Regions from separate parts of the Pan troglodytes genome. Here regions 2 and 3 are each linked to region 1. A link is a contact called in public HiChIP or PLAC-seq data. All regions are on one chromosome and are shown on one strand. The core of a region is the stretch at or near the end of the contact, and the rest is flanking DNA. Distances in the headings are between cores, read along the strand shown.

Region 1 (4,721 bases), core at 999-3,498:
TTTTAGTAGACACGGAGTTTCACCACGTTGGTCAGCCTGCTATCGAACTCCTGACCTCAGGTGATCCACCCGCCGCAGCCTCCCAAAGTGCCGCGCCCAGCCCTATCTATAATTTTCATTAAGGCTTAATGTTAGGCCGGGCGCGGTGGCTCACGCCTGTAATCCCAGCACTTTGGGAGGCAGAGGCGGGCGGATCACGAGGTCAGGAGATCGAGACCACGGTGAAACCCCGTCTCTACTAAAAATACAAAAAAATAGCTGGGCGCAGTGGCGGGCGCCTGTAGTCCCAGCTACTCGGGAGGCTGAGGCAGGAGAATGGCGTGAACCCGGAAGGCGGAGCTTGCAGTGAGCCGAGATCATTCCACTGCACTTCAGCCTGGGCGACAGAGCGAGACTCGGTCTCCAAAAAAAAAAAAAAAAAAAAGGCTTAATGTTTAGTTTTAAGGAATAAATGTAAGCAGTGTCTAACACATAGTAGATGCTCTACAGATATCACTGCAGTCAATTTCATAGAAAAAAAAAGAGAGAAGCTAGCTCACAAAAGTTTATTGGAGATGGTTTTGTTGTGGTTTTTGTAGACAACTTTCCCCATTTTTCCATAATTCCATAAGCATCACAAGCTTTTACAGAAAAAGGCAGCGTAAAGTATTGGGCCAGGATTCAAATCAATTAGCTCAGCCACTGGCAGACAGCAGCCATGCTGATTAGCCTCCCAGTCTCCCTAAGTTAAAGGAGAAGCACAAATTGAATTAAGATAAATATGACCTAAGGAATCAGGGGCTGGGTAGTTAAAAAGTGTGCAGACAGTTCCCAGATGCCACGTACCAAGAAGAGAAAGGTTCATCTACAAGGCACAAAATATTTGCAATCTAAGTACACACCGACTTTTCTTAAAAAATTAAGAAAAAATGGAAAGGAAAACATTGTAAATTCATTCCTGGGACCCCAAGTTGTGTCCTCAACCCTCAACGCTCCCTCCCATTCACCCCCTCCCCCCAACAGCTAAATCTCCAAACTGCTTTCCCAGACGAAGCGACACACAGTCCTAAAAGACCTTCTGTATGAGTGGAGTTGCAGAGGTGACCTTCAGTAAACCGGGACAGCTCGTCTTTCCCTGGGGACAGGAGAGGGAACGGCGCGATGGGGACAGGCTCCTTCCCTACAAGCCAGCCCACGCAACTGTGTGCGCGCACCTTCCCAGCAGCGGCCGACCGAGAGGCGCCGAGGGCCGCCCAGGCCTAGCGCTCGGGCTGCACGGAAACTCCCAACCCTCCGGCGGGCTCGGGCCTCGCAACTTCACAACCAGCCGGCGGAAAGCAAGAAGATGCGAGGTGGGGGCGTCAGCAGCCTCACGAAACCTACCATGGGCCAGGCGGGGAACAAGGCCTCAACATTCACCCCAGCCACACTTACACTGCCCAACCGACCAGAGACTCGAGGCGAGAACAAAACAAGCAGAAAACCCGACGCCTGGGAGAGCTTCCCTTGTTCCAGGGCCCAATAGGAGCACAGGGTGGACGGGGGCGGGTGTGCGGCGAGTGTCGCGGATCCCCGGGCGTGCCCGCGAGGCGCACACGGAGGGACGGAGGGGCGCGGGGGCGCGTGCACGCGGCCTGGGAGGGATCTCGCGCCAGGTCCCTCGCGGCGCCCACGTACCTGGCTGTAGCTGCGCGTCGGGACCGCGGCCGCCGCCGCCGCCAGCGACTGCGGCAGCAGAGAGGCACGGAGGGCAGGGTAGGACGCGGCGGCCGCGGCCGCGGCAGAGGTGGCCACAGGGGGAGGCCCCGCCAGCCTCCCGGGAGGCACAGGCCCGGTCTGGAGGCCACGCGTCTGGGAGGCAGCGGCCGCGGCGGCCCCGAGCAGCAGCAGCAGGCGGCGGCGGCCGGAGACGCCCGACGGGATAGAGCCAGCGGCAGAGTACAAGGGCAGGCAGGCGGCGCCGGTGCGCCGGCAGCTGCTGCAGTTACAGCCGCAGCCCCGGAGCAGCGCCCCGAGTACCCAGCGCGTGCCGGCCATGGACTCCGGAGGCGGCGCGGGGCCTGAAGGAAGCTGCTCCCGCAGCGATAGTGGAACGGAAGTGGAATCCAGGGCCGGTTGGGGGTGGGGTGTGCCTGGCACATGCGCCGCGGGCACTGGGTGGGGGGGCCTCCGAGAGTCGGAAGGAGGTGGAGGAGAGTGCGACGCTCCGCCCTTGGGCGGGGCTGCCCGTGGTTTGGGCGGGGCTGCCCGTGGTTTGGGCGGGGCCCGGGGAAGTGGGTGCAATCGAACTGCTCTTTTTTTTTTTTTTTTTTTTTTTTTTTTTTTTTTTTTTTTTTTTGAGACGGAGTCTCGCTCTGTCGCCCAGGCTGGAGTGCAGTGGCGCGATCTCGGCTCACTGCAAGCTCCGCCTCCCGGGTTCACGCCATTCTCCTGCCTCAGCCTCCCGAGTAGCTGGGACTACAGGCGCCCGCTACCACGCCCGGCTAATTTTTTGTATTTTTAGTAGAGACGGGGTTTCGCCGTATTAGCCAGGATGGTCTCGATCTCCTGACCTCGTGATCCGCCCGCCTCGGCCTCCCAAAGTGCTGGGATTACAGGCGTGAGCCACCGCGCCCGGCCGAACTGCTCTTTTTTCAGGCGGTGGACACTGAGGCCCAAAGTAAGTGAGGCTAGGGGCCTGGCGCAGTGACTCATTCTTAGTGACTCATTCTTGTAATCCTAGCACTTTGGCAGGCAGAGGCGGGCGGACTGCCTGAGGTCAGGAGTTCGAGACCAACCTAGGCAACACGGTGAAATCCCGTCTCTACTAAAATACAAAAAATTAGGTCGGACGCGGTGGCTCCTGCCTGTAATCCCAGCACTTTAGTAGGCCGAGGTAGGGCGGATCACCTGAGGTCAGCAGTTCAAGACCAGCCTGGCCAACATGGTGAAACTGTGTCTCTACTAAAAACACAAAAATTAGCCGGGTGTGGTGACGGGTGCCCGTAATCCCAGCTACTCAGGAGGCTGAGGCAGGAGAATCGCTTGAACCCAGGAGGCGGAGGTTGCAGTGAGCCAAGATCGTGCCACCGCACTCCAGCCTGGGCGACAGAGTGAGACGCCATCTCCAAACAAACAAACAAAAAAATTAGGTTAGGGCCATCCTGCTCTGGGTAGGGCCGAGAGCTGTAGCACAGGTCTGTGCTGCCCGGCGCTGTGCCACCGAAACCCGTGGTGTGAGTGGCTAAAGAACCCTTTCTGAAAGGAATTGTGATACCCTGGTTATAAAAAAATCGTTGGGATAATATCAGAGATTTGGTACCCCCCGAATTTGAGGTATGTGAGGAAGGAGAACTTCGTTGTTTTAAAATGAAATATAGGCCCGGCGTGGTGGCTCATGCCTATAATCCCAGCGCTTTGGGAGGCTGAAGTGAGAGGATCACTGGAGCCCAAGAGTTCCAGACCAGCCTGGGCAACATAGGGAGACCCCGTCTATACAAAAAATAAAAAAAGCCGGGCGTGATGGCGTGGGCCTGTAGTCCCAGCTACTTGGGAGGCCGATTGCTTCAGCCCAGAAGGTAGAGGCTGTGGTAAGCTATGATTGCCACCACTGAACTCCAGCCTGGGTGACAGAGTGAAACCCTGTCTCTAAAAAAATAAAAGAAAACATATATATTTATTATGTACTGATAATACATAACAAATGTGAACCCTCCCCTAATGAAACTGTATTCACAAGTGAACACACAGAGATTTGCACACACATACACGAAGACTGGTTGTGCAGCTTTCCTCCTCCTGAGCCAGGACTTGTCAAAGACAAGCAAAAGGAAGTTGTTAGAGTAAAAAATAAGAGAGAGCTAATATTTTTAAAAACTCCTTACTGTGGAAAATGTCAAACAGAAGAGCAGAATGAATTTCCAGAACTTCATAAATTGTCAACACTTTTCAATCTTGTGTCATCTATCCCCTACCACCATCTTCCAAACCTTATTTTCTTTGCTAGAATATTTTAAAGCAATGGGTATTACATTTAAAGTTTGACTTGTTTAACCTGGACTACTTTTAGGTAAGGAAAATTCAGTATTTCTTAGAAAACCCTTTCCCCAACCAAAAAACAAAGAACAAGAAAAAAATTGATAGGCTTGGCTCTATGAACCTGGAGTATCAAAGAAAAGGGGGTTTAGTTTTGTTTTTTGGGCTAAAATACAGTCCGACGGAGAGTATTGTCATTTTTATACAAAAACAGGGGCAAAAGAAAAGGCAACAGTGCAAATACTTCATCTTCCAGGAAGGGAGGCTGGGATGCCTCAGTGTTAAAATGACAAAAGAAAACCCTAGAGCAAGAACTATGATCCCTCAGAGGAGTCCCAAAAATGTCCAAGACAGCCTGGCTGGGAGAGGGGGTGTGGGAAGGGCAGGCCCCCAAGAGAGGTCCCCACATCCTCTGGCTAGAGGCTAGGCCCAGGACCCACCAATGCCAGCAGCCCTCACCTCCCTTTGGGGTGAGAGCAGGTGCTGAGGTCAGGCTGGTTTTTGTTTCCCAGTGCTTGTTCGTGATTTGTTCTTGGATACCTGGAAAGGGGCCAGTTGAGGCCTCAGGGGTTGAGGCCCCTCTGGAAATGTGGTTCCTGGGAATGGGCCTGGACATAGAAGCCACTGGATGTCTCTTCCCTGAACAGTAATTTTGTTCATCAGTAATCCTGTAACTTCCCAAGGAAAACAAAGAACAGGCTAGTCTTCCCCACCCCAGCCAAAAAAGA
Region 2 (4,721 bases), core at 680-3,179, 150 kb after region 1:
TTCAAAGTATACTCTTAAGCTCAGATGAATTCAAGTTTTTGCAGCCAGAAACTGGTAGAACTGGTGTTTGAAATCTTTCATTTTCCAGTGCTTAAACTCTTCATCATTGTAAGATACTTCTTGTGTGGGTCTTTTTTGTGGAAACCACACTTGGAGATTTCTACTGCTTAACCCCAAGCCTCTTTATGACATCCATCCAGGACCAGCTCTGCTTTCCTGTTGAAGGTCTCAAGAGACTTGCCTTCCTCCTCTCGGTAGCTGCCAGTACTCTTACCATTTCATGAGTTTTCCCCCAAGCTTGGCTGTGAAATGTGATACCTATTAGCTTCCCCAGCACCTTTCTCCCAACTTCCTTGCTATACCTGATGACAACTATTCAGGCCTCTTATATTCCTAGGATCTTGCTATTAATCACTATGGGGATAAGTAAAAGTAATATATACAAAATAATTGCATAACAGAATAATATAGGGCAGTTACATAGAATGATTCTTGCTGTTTAATCCTGGAAAATGTGATCCCCGAGGATTCACATTTTAATTTCTGCTCTTTATTTCTGAGGATGGAGTCACCATTTTCCCCTTCTGGCTACACATTTAGATGCATTTCAGGTCTGATGATAGTTGCAATGTAAAAAAGAATAGCAAGGCCTTTGGTTTCTGTAGACAATTTGGACCAGATAACTTCCAGACTGGGTAATATCCGGTTTATTAGTGTTACTGGATGGGAAGTCTTGACTGAGTTGTCTGGGTTTTTGGCGTGTTGAACAAAGAATTGAACAAAACGTAGAAACAAAGCAACAAAAGAAGCAACGAAAGACAAAACGACAAAAGAACGAAGTAACAAAAGCACAAATTTATTGAAGCGAAGCAAGTGCTTCAAGAGTCCCAATTGCAGTGTTCTTAAGGGTTACTAGGCTAAAAGAATTTGGTAAATCCCTAGGTGCCCTTTACAGTCGTCCAATTGGTTGCACCCTATGAAGGATTGGCCTGCGACCAATCAGAGGCTGAAATGGTGATGGCCGAGGACAATCAGAGGCGATGTGGAAACTTCTGTCTTGTAATCACAGGAGTGAAGGTGTGGCCTGTATGCTGCCTAGTCTTGCCTAGAAATTGCTGCACCTGCTGTTCTTTTGCTTATGCCTTAACCCTTGGTTACCCTAATTCCCTATTCTCTTGCCTCATTAGGTCTTTACCCTGACTAAAAATGCACTCATCTAGCTGGGACAAATCCTACACTGCATTTGTCCCATCTAGATGAGTATTCTAGCAGAGTACATGGCACATGAGTAGACATTCAAAAATTCAACATACAGTACATTTTGTTACCTATGTGCCAGGTGTCGGGCAGGCTGAGTTAACAGCTGAACAGAAACCTACCTACCCAACGTGCTAACTTCTATACAGCATGGTCGTGCATCCAAATCAAATGGACAGCGGTATGGGAGATCTGGAAAGGCCTCCTGTGGGTGGCATCTGACTACCTAAATTCCCATCCCAGTTTCACTTACTGACTTTGACACTTGGAACAAGCAGCCTCTCAGTGCCTGTTTTCCCACTGGCAGGTAAATGGGCTAATGACGGTATTTCTGGCACTAGACTTCGTTAATTAATGAAAAGCACATAGAAGAAAACAGCCTGGCTCTCTAAGTGGGCAGTGCGATTCCCAAGGACGGCACTTCGCCTGATAGTCTTCCTCTAGGCTGAGAAGCCACAGTAAATCCATTTGATTTTCCTACCACACAGTGCCTTCTCCCCAGATGAGTTCAAAGCTTTAAGTCTATCCAGTTCTGTCCAGACGCGTCTGTTCATCTCCAACAGGCCCACTAGAGAGGCGGGTTTTCCAAAGCCTGGCACGGCCCACTGCAGGTGACGCCCTCTGCCCTCCAGCGCCCTCAGGCCTCTGGGGTCCACCCTTCCTCCCCACCCGACTCCGGAACCTCTTCCCGCGCCCCGCCCGGGCGCCTGGCTGCTGGGGGCAGAGGCCTTCCGCCACACGCGCGGCCCCGCCCCGGCCTCCACGTGACCTGGCGTGCGGAGCGCGCACGCGGGAACCCGCGCTGGAGGCGGGCGAGGGCCGAGGGGCAGCTAGGGAGCGCGGCTTGAGGAGGGCGGGGCCGTTCCGCAGGCCCGCCAGTGTCCTCAGCTGCCTCCGCGCGCCAAAGTCAAACCCCGACACCCGCCGGCGGGCCGGTGAGCTCACTAGCTGACCCGGCAGGTCAGGATCTGGCTTAGCGGCGCCGCGAGCTCCAGTGCGCGCACCTGTGGCCGCCTCCCAGCCCTCTCTGCCGGACGAGCTCTGGGCCGCCACAAGACTAAGGAATGGCCACCCCGCCCAAGAGAAGCTGCCCGTCTCTCTCAGCCAGCTCTGAGGGGACCCGCATCAAGAAAATCTCCATCGAAGGGAACATCGGTAAGGAGCCTCCGGAAATGTGGGACGCAAGGCTGGGGTGTCGCGGCAGTGGCTGAAGCTTCCCTTCGCCGCATCTCTCGCAGCTCCTCGGTGAGGGCTTTCCCTCCAGCCTGGCGGTGTGGACGCGGCCTCGGCTTCCTTTCCCACCCAGAGCATCCTTCCCTTACCTCCCGCTCCACGGGGTGACTGCGGTCCCCGGGGTCAGACTGGGCGCCAGGCCTGCGGTCTCTGTGAGGCGCGCTTTGAGCCTCTGCTCCCTCTTTGTTGGGAACTCGCAAAGGGAAGCGGGGGAAGGGTATTAGATTTCTTGAGGTGTAACTTACATTAAATTCACCCTTTTTAGGTGTACTCTTCTATGAGGTTTGACAAACATTATGCCTTTTGCTATCACCATGATCGAGATACAGAACATTTTCATCACCTCAGAAAGTTCCTACCTGCTCCTTTGTATTCAGCCCCCTCCACCCTTCCTATTCCCTGGGCACCCACTGATTTGATTTCTATCCCTGCAAGTGTTGCCTTTTCCAGAATGCCATATAAATGGAATCATAGGCTATATCGCCTTTTGTGTCTGGCGTCTTTCATTTAGCATAATGCTTTTGAAATTCATTCATGTTACTTGTGTCTGTGGTTTGTTTCTTTTTATTGCTGAGTAGTATTCCATTGCATGGATGTACCATCGTTTATCCATTTTCTAGTTGTGGACCTCAGGGTTGTTTACAGTTTTTTAGCTATATTATTAGCGAAGCATTGTTTTAGCTATATTATTAACGAAACTCGAAACATTCGAGTACAAGCAAAGAGGTCTTTAATGATCTTAATAGCATGGAGTTCCTCACCCCTTACTCCACATCCAAGTAAACATTGGATTATGATTCAAAGATCACTAACGTTTCTGTTAACTCAGATGGGGGGCAGACTAGGCCATGCCTGTCACTTTGCAAGATACACACCAACGTCCGATTCTTCTGTATCTCCAACCGCAGGAAACCTACCCCTGAAACTTCCTGTTTTGATAGATTTTTAAAAAAATTTTTTTAGCTCCAGGTTGGGTGCTGGTCATTCATGCATACAGCAAATTTTTAAAAATTCTTACCACATTCAAAGCACTGTACCTTCTTGAAAAAGGCCAGGCAAGCAGATGCTTTAAGCATTCAAATGAATAGAAAAAAATGCATTCTCAAAGAGGACTTCTTATTTCATTGCTCCAGAATTAAAGCACCAGTAGAAAGACCATATAATATAATTAGCAATGTAAGTTATTTGAGGGTGCATGTTTACTAGTATGGAATCTCTGACAGCTGCTTCCTGAATAAAGAAGACCATATATAAAGACAGGAGAAAATGGCTGAACAAAGCCATCTGAAAAGTAAATTTGAGGCAGGGCATGGAGGCTCATACTTGTAATCCCAGGATTTGGGGAGGCTTAGGCAAGAGGATCACTTGAGTCCAGGAGTTCCAGATCAGCCTGGGCAACATAGTGAGAAGTCATCTCCACAAAAAAATTAAAAAATTAGTTGCATGTGTTGGTGTGCCTCCAGCTACTCAGGAGGCTGAGGCAGGAGGATTGCTTGAGCCCAAAGGTCAAGGCCACAGTGAGCCATGATCACCCTACTGCACTCTAGCCTGGGTGACAGAGCAAGACTCTGTTAAAAACACAGAAACAAAACAGTAAAGTTGAATGAATAACCCCTCGGATCAATACCACAATACATTCATCCCCTTTCCCTCTCTCCAATCCAGTTAGGTAGCATCATATTTAGAAATATTTCCTCAAAGCATCTTTAATCTTTTCAGCAGCTGAAATAATTTCCTAATATATCATCCCATCTCCAGTTTCTCTTAACTACTTCTGCAGCGGTCTTTTTGTATGCAAATGTCATGTGTTATCCCCTGCTTAAAATTCTTCACTGATTTCGCCTTTACCTACACTGAAAGGAGTTGCGAACTGATAGCCTGCAATTGCACAATATTGGCCTGCACAGGTTGAAAAAAAATTTTACTGGCCAATGGCTCAAGCTTGTAATCCCAGTGCTTTGGGAGGCTGAGGCAGGAGGATTGCTTGAGGCCAGGAGTTTGAGACTAGCATGGCAACATAGTGAGAACTAGTCTCTAAGAAAAATAAAAATAAAATTAGGCCAGGCACAGTGGATCACGCCTGTAGCTCCAACTACTCAGGCGGCTGATGCTGATGTGGGAGGATCACTTGAATGTGGGAGGCAGAAGTTGCAGTGAGCTGAGATGGCACCACTGCACCCCAGCCTGGGTGACAGAGTCTCAAAAAAAAAAAAAAAAGCCAGTTGTGTTAG
Region 3 (4,721 bases), core at 626-3,125, 140 kb before region 1:
GCACCAAGAGTTAAGGCCCAAACCACCTTCAAAATGCTAAGGATATAATGAAACAGCTTTTTTCCCCCCAACTCAGTATGTTTTTATTATTGTAAGTTAAATGTTATTTTGCCAAAATGATAAAATATCCCTAATAATAATTATTTTTTAATATGGAACACTTCACAAATTTGCAGGTCATTCTCGTGCAGGGAAATGTTAATCTTTTCTGTATCGTTCCAATTTTAGTTTATGTGCTGCTGAAGTGAGTACTACTACTAATAATTATTTATTTATGTATTTATTTGAGACGAAGTTTTGCTCTTATTGCCCAGGCTAAAGTGCAGTGGTGCAATCTCGGCTCACTGCAACCTCTGCCTTCTGGTTTCAAGCGATTCTCCTGCCTCAGTCTCCCAAGTAGCTGGGATTACAGGCACTCGCCACCACGCCCAGCTAATTTTTTTTTTGTATTTTAAGTAGAGACGGGGTTTCCCCTTTTTGGTCAGGCTGGTCTCGAACTGCTGACCTCGTGATCCACCCGCTTCAGCCTCCCAAAGTGCTGGGATTACAGGCATGAGCCACCGCACCCGGCCGTAATAATTATTATTTACCCCAATGTTAAGTTGTATTTTAAACGCTTTATTTCTATTTCTTATTTAGCCCTCACAGTATCTATGAATAACATAATCATTTTACAGAGCTAGACAAATAACTTACTCAAATAGGTAGTAGGACTGGGATCAACAGGTCAGGGAAATGCCAGAAACCGAAAAGCTAAGAAATTTTCTAAGACTGTTTGAAGCTATCCTGTAAACATTTCCTTTTTGAATGCTTCTTGTTAAAAGACTCAGTGAAAAGTAGTATTGTAAGTCTCATGGTAATTGCGAGTAGTAATTTCAAGAGTGATTTACAGAGAATAACAACAGTAATAAAAATGTTTACTTTTCCTTTCAAAGAAGTACAACTTCCTCTACACAGGGAAGGGCTGAACAGAGAAGAGGAAAAAGCAGGTGGGCAAAATGTTACACAACAGTGATTTTTAATTATGAGTCAACATGGCTTCTACGCCAGCATTAAACACAAGGCTAATCAGCTAGGAATCCAGGATAAAGAACCATGAGAGTAACTGGAAATTGTCTTTATTGCCGAAAGAAATGTTTACTTAAGGGAATTACTGGATCAGTAATCATTGATTCGAATTCTCAAAGCAACGGTGGCTAATTACTAGCGAGACACGGGCACTGTGAAAGAGAAAACTGTCGACCTGTAATTGACATTTGTCGTATGAATTCTAAGCTGTTTGATTTAAAATGCACTCATGCGCACCCGCGGCACTAGAAAACCAGGGAGTTAAAGTCAAAGCAAATACAGGATTTCAGTACAGCGCACAAGACGGGAACAAAAGAGGTGGTGGAAGGAAGACACCCACCTTTGGTTTCTCACATAAAGAGCTCAATACTCAAAACAGTGAATCAACGGTTGAAGTTGCAGTGTGTGAAAGGCAAATGGTACAGTTTAATACCCGGGGGCAGGGAGGTGCTTTTTTAAAATTAGCTTTCGCCTCTTCTTCAACCCAGATCTTTGTGCCTTCGTGCTACCGATAAAGTTGGCGGTTACACGACAAAACGCCGCCAGGTATTTCGCCAGGTCTTCACCTTTCAAGCACTAGACACCTGACCGCCTTAGAGGGCCCAGCGGGGGCGGGTAAGGAAGAGGCCCAGGGCCCGAGGGTCGGGAGGGAGTCAGCCCAGCCGGAGGGAAGCGGAAGGTGGGGAGTGGGAAGAGGAGGACGCTGCCCCCTAGGGGAGCCGAGTCACAGGCTGGGGGCCGGGGCGGGAGGGGCTGGAGGAGGCGGCCGGTAGCGAGGCCGCGCCGTCGGGCGGGGCGGTCCCTCCAGCTGGCTTGGACCCTGGCGGGGCGGGCTGTGGGCCGAGCGGCGGAGCCCAGGCGCCAGCCCGTGGCCGAGAAGAAAGGTGGCGGTGGCGGCGCAGCGGACGGGACGGGGCGGCGGCTCCTCGCCCTGACCCTCTGCTCCCCCGCCCAGGCCCGGGCGCGAATCGGAGGCTGCGGCGAAGGAAGGAGTGAGCATGGCTGAGACCCCGCCGCCGCCCACCGCTGGTGCCGAAAGTTGCAGCGAGGAGCCGGCGAGGGGCGGGGAGTGGCGGCCGGAGGAGCCGCGCCGCGCTCCCGCCGGGGGCACGGACCGAGAGGGCGAGGCGGGGCCGCCGCCGGCCTCCCCCGCCGGGCAGTCGGAGCCCGACTCGCCGGTGGCCGCCCCCTTCTTCCTGCTGTACCCCGGCGATGGAGGCGCCGGCTTCGGAGTGCGCCCGCCGCCGCAGCAGCAGCGCTCCTGGAGGACCCCGCCGTCCCCCGGCTCCCCGCTGCCCTTCCTGCTGCTGAGCTACCCGAGCGGCGGCGGCAGCGGCAGCGGCAAGCACCGTGAGTGGCGGAGGGGCATGGGGACGCCCGCGGGGAAAGGGGCATTCGGCTGGGGAGGGCCGGCCCTGCCCCCGCGGAGCTCCGCCTCCCGCGGGGTGACCCGAGCCGGGCGGCCGGGAGGCGGGGGCTCTAGGGGCTGCCCTCGGGAAGCTGTTGTCCCGAGGCGCCCGGTGAGGAGGCAGCGGGACGACCTCGGTTCGGGCGCCGGAGTCTACCTCCGCGTCTCCCCAGGCCGCGACTCCTGCCTGGCCTGGTCTCTCTCCCGTCTTGGGCTGGGCGCTGGTCTTCGCCGGCCTCCCACGTGCTTGGGCGGGGGCAAGAAGCGGCCCGCCTGCCCCCCTCCACCCGGGGCGCCCTGGCCCTGTCCCGGGTCCTGGGCTGGGAACCTTCCCCGAAGGAGTCTAAGAGGGGGCGGCGCCCGGAGACCCCGTGGCCCCTCTGACCCGCCTTTTTCGGGCTCCCGGCGCCGCGGCAGCTGAGTAGGTGTGGCCGCTGCGCCGCCGCCGCCAGTGCGGCCTTAGTAATACTAGTAACTAATTTTTTACGAGCGTTCCTTCCATGCCGGTAAATATGACAGATCCGTCCCCCGGAGTGGAAAGAGAAATCGGAGCGGTGCATGAGAAGACAAGAAGGGAATGTGTGGCTTTGGAAGGGTACCTCCCAGGGTTATATCGGTTGTCGGGAAGAGGCCTCCACTTTTAAAGCCACTGGCACACGCGAGCGCTCTGAATGCAGCTGACCCACACTCCGTGCTGTATTTTTTATTAGTGAACTGTTTACTGTACTGGCAAATGAGTAGGGCCCTAGAGTCGTCAATGAATATAAGGACTCTTAGAGGAATGTTAAATCTGATTTTCAAATACAAGCTCTTAAAGTATGAAAATGTGGCTGACGATACAAGGCATGCTGTAAGTGCCAAATACTTTGCTGTATGAGTTCTGAAAAGGGAGACAGAAACTTGCCTGAAGCGATGAGGGAAGGACCTTTCCCACCATACACCCTATATTCTTAAAGCACAAGTACAAATCTTTTAGCTGCTCTGCCCTGCCAAGAAACCCTGACTCACCTTTTCTGCCCCGATCCATCTCCTAGGAAAAGATAATATTTATTGATTATTTCCTATGTGCATGTGCTGTGATAATCATGGTTAATAAGTTTGTGTGCACCAAACTGAATGCCACTTTTTCAGATGCGGAAGCTCGATTTATCCCAAGTAACAGCTTAAGAGAAGGAATGCAGTTGACCCAGATTCCTTTTCTGCTAAACCCATGCTCTTTAAATCTAACAAGAGATCCAAAACTGTGATGGTGGGTGACAGGTTAACAGGAAGGGTCTATGGGATTCAGCTGGAGGTTGCCCAGTGTTCACACCTCCTTACTACTTACTGAGTAATAAGTCAGTGGGCAGACACTGACCATTGACTGTCTTAGTGAAGCCATAGTTTGTGTGTTGGAGTGGTCTGCACTAATGTGCAGATGGATTGTCAGCTCATGGCAGAAGTGAGTCTTCCTATACAGAGGAGGCAGAAATAAGAATCTTCTCAAGGAGACTTTGCTTTTGTTTTCTGAGGAATCCTTCTACTTTGTACTTTAAGCACCGCCTCTTTTTTTGTTTGCACCAAAAATGTTCTCTTTCTGTGTAATCTACATATTAAGCATGCTACTATAGAAAGAAGACTGTCATTTCTCTGTAACAGTTATGGTACAAGGTTTGATGTAGAGGAACTTTTCAACTATTGAACAGTATCAGTTGTGGGAATTACCTGAATTTCAGTTGACTGGACTCCCTCATTGTTAAAGGTTATCTTTATGTTATTAATTATTGTAGAAAATAACAGTATTTTGTTACTCTTATCGGTTAATACTGTTGCTTAAGCATGATCAAGATCGGGACTAGAGGACTTAAAGCTAAAGTTTTATGAGCGTGATCTCAGTCTCTACCTTAGGATACTAGCAAATGTATGGTGTTTTTTTGTTTTTGAGACGGAGTCTCGCTCTGTCGCCCAGGCTGGAGTGCAGTGGCATGACCTCTGCTCACTGCAACCTCCGCCTCCCGATTTCAAACGATTCTCCTGCCTCAGCCTCCTGAGTAGCTGGGATTACAGGCACCTACCATTTTTAGTATTTTTAGTAGAGACGAGGTTTCACCACGTTGGCCAGGCTGTTATCGAACTCCTGACCTCAAATGATCCGCTTGCCTCGGCCTCCCAAAGTGCTGGGATTACAGGGGTGAGCCGCCGTGCCCAGCCAGTATCGTGTTTTTTGTTACCACGTAAGTTCTAATATTTCCTCATGGTCTTTATT

What was found. HiChIP or PLAC-seq counts read pairs in DNA pulled down with a chosen protein or histone mark.
Region 2: an H3K4me3 HiChIP or PLAC-seq map of stem cell-derived excitatory neurons shows a contact between it and region 1, with 2.9 times the contacts expected there. The contact joins the promoter of DCK here to the promoter of GRSF1 in region 1. A contact is called at or near these places in 1 of 7 Hi-C or Micro-C datasets (stem cell-derived neural progenitor cells) and 1 of 1 datasets of contacts at active chromatin or transcription factors (stem cell-derived excitatory neurons).
Region 3: an H3K4me3 HiChIP or PLAC-seq map of stem cell-derived excitatory neurons shows a contact between it and region 1, with 4 times the contacts expected there. The contact joins the promoter of RUFY3 here to the promoter of GRSF1 in region 1. A contact is called at or near these places in 1 of 7 Hi-C or Micro-C datasets (stem cell-derived neural progenitor cells) and 1 of 1 datasets of contacts at active chromatin or transcription factors (stem cell-derived excitatory neurons).

The regions. Positions count from the first base shown.
Region 1 is chr3:59,307,919-59,312,639 of NHGRI_mPanTro3-v2.0_pri, reverse strand. GRSF1 (G-rich RNA sequence binding factor 1) reads right to left here and starts at 2,248. Exons shown (of 10, transcript XM_016951610.4): 1 at 1,657-2,248. The coding sequence starts at 2,016.
Region 2 is chr3:59,154,440-59,159,160 of NHGRI_mPanTro3-v2.0_pri, reverse strand. DCK (deoxycytidine kinase) reads left to right here and starts at 1,929. Exons shown (of 7, transcript XM_517245.8): 1 at 1,929-2,412. The coding sequence starts at 2,322.
Region 3 is chr3:59,443,222-59,447,942 of NHGRI_mPanTro3-v2.0_pri, reverse strand. RUFY3 (RUN and FYVE domain containing 3) reads left to right here and starts at 1,875. Exons shown (of 16, transcript XM_009447769.5): 1 at 1,875-2,418. The coding sequence starts at 2,067. LOC112209052 (U6 spliceosomal RNA) reads right to left here and starts at 252; the gene lies at 147-252.